Linked DNA regions of Mus musculus: region 2 is linked to region 1. Evidence: chromatin contacts called from public HiChIP or PLAC-seq data. All regions are on one chromosome and are shown on one strand. Each heading gives the region's core, a stretch centred on a gene start, on an enhancer-like site or on the middle of the called end of the contact. The rest is flanking DNA. Distances are from core to core; before and after follow the strand shown. Region 1 has its middle 25 kb from the start of Emid1. Region 2 overlaps Znrf3 (zinc and ring finger 3).

What was found. HiChIP or PLAC-seq counts read pairs in DNA pulled down with a chosen protein or histone mark.
Region 2: a contact with region 1 is called in a BATF HiChIP or PLAC-seq map of CD8 T cells, with 11 read pairs. The contact joins two enhancer-like sites. A contact is called at or near these places in 2 of 115 datasets of contacts at active chromatin or transcription factors (CD8 T cells and double positive thymocytes).

The regions. Positions count from the first base shown.
Region 1 is chr11:5,174,953-5,179,085 of GRCm38.p6, reverse strand. No RefSeq gene overlaps it. Among named protein-coding and RNA genes, the nearest start is that of Emid1, 25 kb to the right of the region's middle. Within about 2 kb of position 1,720, at least 89 of the 459 cell types and tissues checked have an H3K27ac peak or open chromatin away from gene starts, as enhancers often do. A contact at or near this core is called in CD8 T cells, where this site is marked.
Region 2 is chr11:5,333,969-5,338,068 of GRCm38.p6, reverse strand. The region is part of intron 2 of Znrf3 (zinc and ring finger 3); the gene reads left to right. Among named protein-coding and RNA genes, the nearest start is that of Kremen1, 74 kb to the right of the region's middle. Within about 2 kb of position 1,603, at least 15 of the 459 cell types and tissues checked have an H3K27ac peak or open chromatin away from gene starts, as enhancers often do. A contact at or near this core is called in CD8 T cells, where this site is marked.

The sequences.
Region 1 (4,133 bases), core at 471-2,970:
GAAAAGGGGTCAGGTTTGCAACAAATCCCCTTCAAGGACACACCCCAAATGACATAAAGACCTTCCAAGAGGACCTACCCTTTAAAGGTACCACCACCTCTCAATAGCAACAAACGGGGAAGCCACGCCTTCCACACATGGCTTTGGGAGGCATTGCAGACCTAAACTGTCAGTTTAACTGTGGCTTTGCCTCCATGGTCAGTGTCATCTCCACAGAGGCTGCTAGAAAGAACCAGACTAGAAAGATGGGGGTGAGAAAAGGGGTTCCACCTGTGCTATGGGGGAGCCACCATCCATGGTGGGTGAAAACTTTCCAGTCTGCTGCTACAGAGTCACACATACTCCTGTAGGCAAGCCTTCACTCATGCTCTGGTCATGTGTGAGCCTTGATGAAACCAAACTCTAGTTTGATATTGCGTTCTTAGAAGAGGGAGGGAGGGAGGAAAGGAAAGGAGGGAGGGAGGGAGGAAGGGATTTACATCTCCCCAGGGAAGAAATTCTCATTGTTCCAACCACAACACAAAGTAGCAGACAGTGAGTGCCCCAGCAAGGGACAGAGGGATGCTCGCTAACCCTGAGACCAGCCAGGCAGGAACCTAGCTTTACAAGAAAAAAAGGGGACTGGCCGGGGCGTGGTGGCGCACGCCTTTAATCCCAGCACTCGGAGGCAGAGGCAGCCGGATTTCTGAGTTCCAGGACAGCCAGGGCTATACAGAGAAACCCTGTCTAGATAAAAAAGAAAAAAAAAAAAAAAAAGAGGGAACTGGGAAGTGGGGGCAGGGGGGGATGCAAACCTATGGACCGGGAGCTCTTAGGGAGCGAGGACTTGGGGCTGCAGCTCATAGGGCTGGCCGTCCCAGGTATATGGCGTTTGCAGGGTCCTGTGCTCCTGATTTGGCTCTGGCTGTTGGCCTCCTGAGAGTCTTCATTATTTTTCCAAGAAGAGACTCTATATTTTCATTTTGCACTGTGGTGCCCACAAATTATAGTCAGTCCTGAGTCCAGAGACTCTGCTGCTGAGGCTAAACACTTTGCCCATCTATGTCTAGCACATACTACATAGATATTTGTGTGCACACCAAACATGTGTATACCCACCATACGTGCATATAGTCCCCGGTACCAGCATACCCTTTCAGACTTCTCCCTCCAAGACCTTTTTAATGATTTATTTATTTACTTCTTTGTGCACTGGTGTTTTGCCTGTATGTATATCTGTTTGAGGGTGTCAGATCCCCTGGAACTGGAGTTATAGGCAGTTGTGAGCTGCCCTGTAAGTGCTGGGAACTGAACCTGGGTCCTCTGGAAGAGCAGCCAGTGCTCTTAACCATCTCCCAGCTCCTACATGGTTCATTTTACCTATAAATATTTACTGAACATCATATGACTGATATGATAGGATATATGATAGTGTTGATGGCAAGGAATACTGGGACAGACAATGGCCTCTGCTTTGTGGAGCCTGAGGCCATGTACCCTGGCCAGGCTGGCCTTCTGGAAGTTACCTGTCTCCTTGTACCAGCTGTAGGCCACTGAGCGCGGAGGACTCCCGCCTGACCTGGCACCTAGCTCAGTTCACCAGAAGCCTACCCAGGGCGTTGGCCATTGGCTCGGTTGGGAATATTCTAGAGGATCCAGTGAGTCTTAGGCGACACAGAAGTTATAGACGCCCATCCTTTCTCAGCCGTGATGAGATGAACCTTTCAGAGATCAAGAGACCACGATCAAAGGGTTTTTATGTCAGTCTTTCCTTCCTGCCTCAGGCTGTGGTAAGCGGCTGTGATGCGCACATCCTGCTTCCTGCCTCTGCTGGCAGCCAGAATCTCTTCTTTAGGGTTGTTTTTTTTTTTTTAAACCACACTAGAGATCATGCCAGGGCCAAGGCAAGAGCTCTACCCTAGCACGTGTTTGTTTGTTTGTTTGTTTGTTTGTGAGGTAGCCTCAAACTCTCCACCTTCTATCTCAGCCTCCAGTATGCTGTGCTTAGAAGTCTGCACACTCAGAGACTCAGAGACTCTGCAGCGCTCAGCCTGAGCCTGGGGCCTTGGGGTGCTCTACCATCGAAGAGTCCCAGGCCTATTCCAGTGTAAACTCACGGGCCTCCAGCCTCAGTGGAATTTCCTAGTGGAATTGCTGTCTTTGTCACCAGTTTGACTCAGCAGCCAGATTTTAAGCCCCGGCCATTGAAAACTCTGCAGTAACGTACCTCAGCTGGTCTTAGGCACTGCCCAGAAAGTATGGCCGACAAAACAGCCCAGCTGTTTGAACAAAAGAAGCTGGTGACATCAGAGTGCCAGGTGGAGCTGCCTTCTCCTCAGACTGAAAGCATGTTCTCATGACGGCCTGTCACAGCTACCCCCTCACTTGAGGCAGGACTGAGTTATGCCCTTCTGGTCTCGGGGACCTGTGAGGTGAATTCTGCTCTGTTTCTCAACAAAACAGCATACAAGTCTACAGAATCGACTCAGTGGGTGTGTGCCTAGGTCCACACAGCATGAGGACCCGAGTTCAGATCTCCAGCATCCAGGTTAAAAAGCCAGGTGTGGTGGCGTGTACCTGCAGTCTAAGTGCTGGGACAACACTGGCCAGCCAGCTTAGCCAAATCAGTACCTCTGAGTTCAGTGAGAGACCCTGCTCAAAAACTAAGGTGCAGAGTGGGTAAGGGAGACACTTGACTTCAACCACTGGCCTACACAGACAGACAGACAGACAGGCAGAGACAGACACACAGACATACAGAGACAGAAAGAGATAGACAGATACACACAGACAGACACACAGATACACAATATACACAGACACACGACAGACACATAGAGAGTAAGTCAGAAAGACAGACACATACAGAAACATAGACACACAAGACACACACAGACACACAGAGACAGAGACAGAAAGACAGACAGATATACAGACAGACAGACAGACAGACAGACAGACACACAAACCACAACAAGAAACCACAAAAACCCAGAAAGTATGGGTTTCTGAACACAGTGACAGGTGGCTGGAGGGCTCCCCATGGGCGCTGGCCCTGACTCCCATGTGATTCAGCCCTGGAAGGCCATGGGAAGCCATGAGTGCTCTGTGTGGATCTGTGGCCACAGTTGTCTAATACCGTGGTTGGGATCTGTCACTGAGTGATGTCAAAGGTTCTAGGCTCAGGGTAGACTCTGGCTTTCCCAGAACCAGCAGCTATGTTGGTCTGCTGTTTCTTAGTCTTTGAAACTCTGTCACTCCTGAGAGAATTCATAGTATAGATTTAAGCATCCCTGGAGTCTCTCGCTGGACACCACCTCAGCTGTCACATCTTTGGTTATGTCAGTCAAGGGCCTTTGGCACTGGGAGCTGCCTATGCACCCAGCTCCTTCAAGGATGCCAGGTGGAGCCTGCTCCTGCTGTGAAGGCCTCAGGCCTTTCAGAGGACACACTGGGACTCGGAGGAGGACCACATTTGTACACCAGGTCTGAAAGAGTCTTTCTGATCACATGAGTTCCTGAATAACAGGTCCAAGTGACTGCACATCTTGGTTACACTCCAGAAAGACTGCCACTGCTGTCACAGCTAGAGATGGCCCACCTTCATGTCACAGGCATCCATATATACCCTGAGCAAGCACCCCACCTCGACCACTGCTTCCAGGATAGATGGCTCATGCCTCATGGGGGCTGGTGCTGGACATGTGTAACGGGCACCTCTTTGGTCCTTTGGCTCCAGTTGGCCCACAGACACAGGGTGTTAGCCAGGGTGTGATGCTGTGGTGGCCACATGAGGAAAATGATGGAGAGTGACGGTCTCAGTCCCTGGCTGCTGTGGCAAAACATCACGGTGCCAGCACGTGGCAGATCAGTGCTGCCCACATACTGGCCGGGAAGCAGATGAGGAGAGGGAGGAACCAGGCCCAGGCATACCCTCCAGGGCATGCTGACCGTGACCTACTTCCTAGCTCTACTGCCTCGCCATAAGGCCTTACACCAGCATCACACAACCACCGATGGATTAGCCCACTGCCTAAGTCAATGCCCTCAAGGTTTTACTGCCTCTGGGTGACATTGCCAACTGAAGACCAACCTCAGCATGTGGCCTTTCGATGGGCATTGTGTATCCCAGCCTAACAGGCTCGCTGCAACCA
Region 2 (4,100 bases), core at 354-2,853, 160 kb before region 1:
AGCTTCCTTAGTTTCAGAATAGCAGACAGCAATTATGGCCCTGCATTAGAACTTATTTCACAAGTGACTAGGAAGTGAGTTGAGATCTAATGCCTGGTGCCTCATGTGTCACTATTGACTGTTGGCACACCATTTAGAAGCACTCACAAACACATGCTTTTTAGCTGCTAGGGGTTAATATAACTTCTGACTGTAGTATATGATAGAAATAAATTCACTTTGAAAATCCATCCATCAGGAACTCTTAACATGATAGGTTATAACCTGTTTTAAAGTGTATCATTTTGTTAAAAGGAAAGATTTTGTAAAAGTAATTTGAATTTTTGGTTGGGAGAAAGATAGTCCCCCTAAGAATAGTCTTACTTCCTGGACATTTTATGGTCCCCAATGCTACGGCTCTGTGTACTGTGGAAGACAACTGCATCCTGTTCCTGGAAGCTGAGGTTTTTTGTATATGAGGCAAGAGGAAAGGTGATGTTGGTACAGAGAGCTGTCACAAAATCTAGAGAATCTTCTGCCAACTACTCCTAAAAAGTCTTTGGTCCTGGAGATCCTCGTGAGCCTAATTTGCTTGTGGCTTTTATCCCTCTTAGGCCTTTTGAGAAACTGCATGGCTCTTGTCAAGTTTTCCTGCCCTTTCATTGGGGGAGAAACCTGACAGGACTTATGGCCTGTTTGGTTTATGGTTCACTAAGTTGAATAAAGGTGTTTGAGGTGGCTCAGCCTTGATACCTCATTGTTTTCACTTGTCCAAAGTGGCTTAATGATGATTAGAAGAGACCCTCATGAGAGTATGTTAGTGTTTTCCTAGGGGAAATTGCTAGCTACATCCAAAGGGCAGGAACAGTGCTCTCCTTGTTAGGGGTCTGCTTCAGCTACGCCATTTGCTTCTAGGTTTAAGCTGCTGCTGCTCTATGCTCAGCTTATTGGCTTCATTGTCTCCCTCCCCACGAATCAGGGCCCAGTAGGGATCCATCTCTTGTGTCTATAAATGGGTTGGAACACGGTCCCACAGTGTAACCCTTATTGTCCTTTGATAGTTTAGTGATGGGTACTTGTTGAAGTCACTCAGAACCAAACTGTTTCCGCCACTACCTGAACCAACTACACTGCGGTTTACTTGGTGAGTTTCACATGGTTTGGCCTGCGGGTCTATGAAGCCAGCGGAATGGAAACCTTAGGTATATATTGAATTACTGAGCACTTTTTGTGTTTACTCATCAGGAAATAGTTATTGAATGTGGGGGCCTACAAGCTCAGTGTATGGCTCTACCTTTCTAGGAGCACTTTATTTCTGTTGGGAAAGGCTGAGACTGGGGCGTGGCACAAGGTAGCACAGGGGTAGCACACATTTGCTGCTGTTGTCTGTCTTAAGAATTGTCTGGCACCTGAGTAAAGTCATTAGTAAAGATGCCTGGACCAAACAAAGTAAAATGGTTTGATGAGTCAGAACAATCTCATCTTCCTCCTTTCTTCCTCCTTCCTGTTCACAACTTTAATTTCATTGACTTTGCCAACTCTGTTTTCTACTTTCCTGGGTTCCCAAGAGTAGAGACAAAATGTCTGGTGGGGGAAGGCACAGTGACTCACATTCTCTGCAGCTCAGCATGCCAGTCCCCTGCAGACAGTATGGTTTCCTTCTATTTCTGACTTTCAGTGGCTATAGCAAAGATTGATTGGCAAGGAGAAGCACAAAGGCAAAGGGATTGGGCTGGGAACATAGCTTGGTGACAGAGCTCCTGCCTAGCATGTGAGGCCCTGGGTTCCATTGCTAGCACTGAAATGAAGAAGAAATTAAAAGGCATAGGAAGAAAGTCAGCCAGCCGAGTGTGCAGTTGAGAATGGGTGAGCTGCTGTTAATGGACGTTGAAACTTGTCTCTTGCCACAGAAAAGCCTATGGGAAACTAGGAGGGCTAGACACAGGCCCCCCTACCTTACCAGCGCACAGAAAATCATGAGCTGAAACCCCAAAGATTTTAAAAAACATAAGTGCTTCTCTAAGAGTCCAAACCAAGTTTTATTTTAAAAGTAAGAGACATAAATGCATCACCTTGGTGTATTACCAAGGGCTTTTGAGTTCAACACTTTAAAACTCATGAGAGAAAAATAATTTATGATCACATCCTTCTAATCTTTCAATTCTATAAAGGTACTGACAAAATCAACTATGTCAGTAGAGTTAGGAGAAGAAGTAGGCCAGGCCCACTTCAGATGCCCGCCCCCCCCCCCCCCCCCCGGCCTCACTTCAGGCCAGGCTCAGGCAGATCTCTGCAGCAATTTCTCTTTTTCTCTTTTACTTAATGTTAAGATGATGCTCTGGGCCTTGCTTGTCTGAAATTCTGAGCTTCAGGATCAAGGTTAGGATCTCCCCTAATGCCCTCATTACAGAACTTAACCCTGTGACAGTAAAACAGTAGAATTGACATTTGGGGGCAGCTTACTTTGAGAAGAGTCATAAATCCTTCCCAAAGTGCAAGAGTCGGTATGCCTCAGGCATTTCATCCCTTCATATTCACAGAGACTCTCATGATGTTTCTAGCAGAATTCACTTGGACTGAATTCCGAAATTCCAGGCTAGATAAACCCCAAACACCAGATAGACCAATTCTGTGCTAGCATTTTGAAATACAGTAAATCCAGCAGGCTTGGACCTGCCTGTGTCCATGCTTCAGAAGATGGTATGGGGAAGTTAACGTAAAGTCATTTAGAGGATTTTATGTTAGAATGCCTTGCCTGAGTGACCTTAGAAAAGCAACTTTAGTTCTTGATGTCTTGTTCCTTTGTGAAAAACTGCCTCTCTGATTGCTGTAGGGCTGTGAGATGTAAGCAGAGCACTTAGCTCAGAACCTGGTGTATGCACCCATCCTGAACACTGCCTGCTAGGAGCTGTAGTTGCCTTTGCTTGTCACATTGACATCTTGTCCACATTCCCATGTTATGGTGAGGAAACTGAGTCCTAGTAAGGTTCTCCACATGATCTGAGATCATACAGCTCACAAGACCCTGGAGCTGAAACAGAACTGTTCTGTGCTTCACCAGTGTTGAATTTTGTCTCCTCTTGTCTCGGTCAGTCTTTTCTAGATAATAAACACCACCTGCTTTCAGTATCAACTGGGTGTGGTCAGGACTGTTGCTTCTGCATGGTAGAATCACAATCATGGACAAGGCATTTGCTCTGAAGGTTGAACTGTGTCATAGAACCAACATCTGGTACTGCTCCTCCTCACCACATAAGCAGCTTCCTCTCCAGATCTCTTTATAGACCTGTTTTATCTCCCTGCCCCTACCTACTCAGGAGATATAACCTCCATATTCCTGGTTTTGAGTCTAAAAAGATTCCAGGAAAGGGATTCATTGACTCATTTTGAGTCAGGCACTCTTCTTTAGGCTTACCAGTTGTGTTATGGGGCTGAAGACTCTATGAAACTAAGCCTGTCTCACCTTGTCATGTGTGAGGGTAGGAAGAAAATGTGTTCTTCAGAAAGGGGTAGGGGCTGGAGTTGTGCTGAGCTGCTATCCCTAAGTAGACCCCTGTAGTTGCTAGGTCAAGAATGCTGTCACAAGCTAGGGGGCAATGTTCTCAGTTTATCCCAGGTCATTTGAAGTGGGTCTATTGAGAGAAGACTATCTCTCAATATGAGAGCAAATTTGATCTCAAAGGTGCTATTGAAGGATTCTAATAGAATGACATAATTTGCCTTTGGCAGTAGCATCCAGGCTGCACAGAGAATATGAGGTACCCTTTTGCTGCAGTCTTAAGTGAACTGTATAGGCCCACATATCAACCATTTTTAGCCAAGGGAGTTGGTGAGGAGTTATGTTTGCCTCTGTCCTGGTCAGTTTTCACACATAGACATACAGGACAGAGAGTGAAGAGTCTACAGAGTGACAGGGAAGAAGCCTAATGCAGGTTTCATGAGCAGAAGAACTGCTCTAAAAACTGGCCCTTCTGATGAACTACAGAGAAGCCAAGGGTAAAGGTTGACAGAGAATTGCACCCTGCTGCTTTTCTGCCCCCTTTTCCAGATCAAGAGTTTCAGAAATGTCATTGCAAAGAAAAATAAAAATCTCGTCGTTTTAGTTTCCTTTCTGTTGCTAT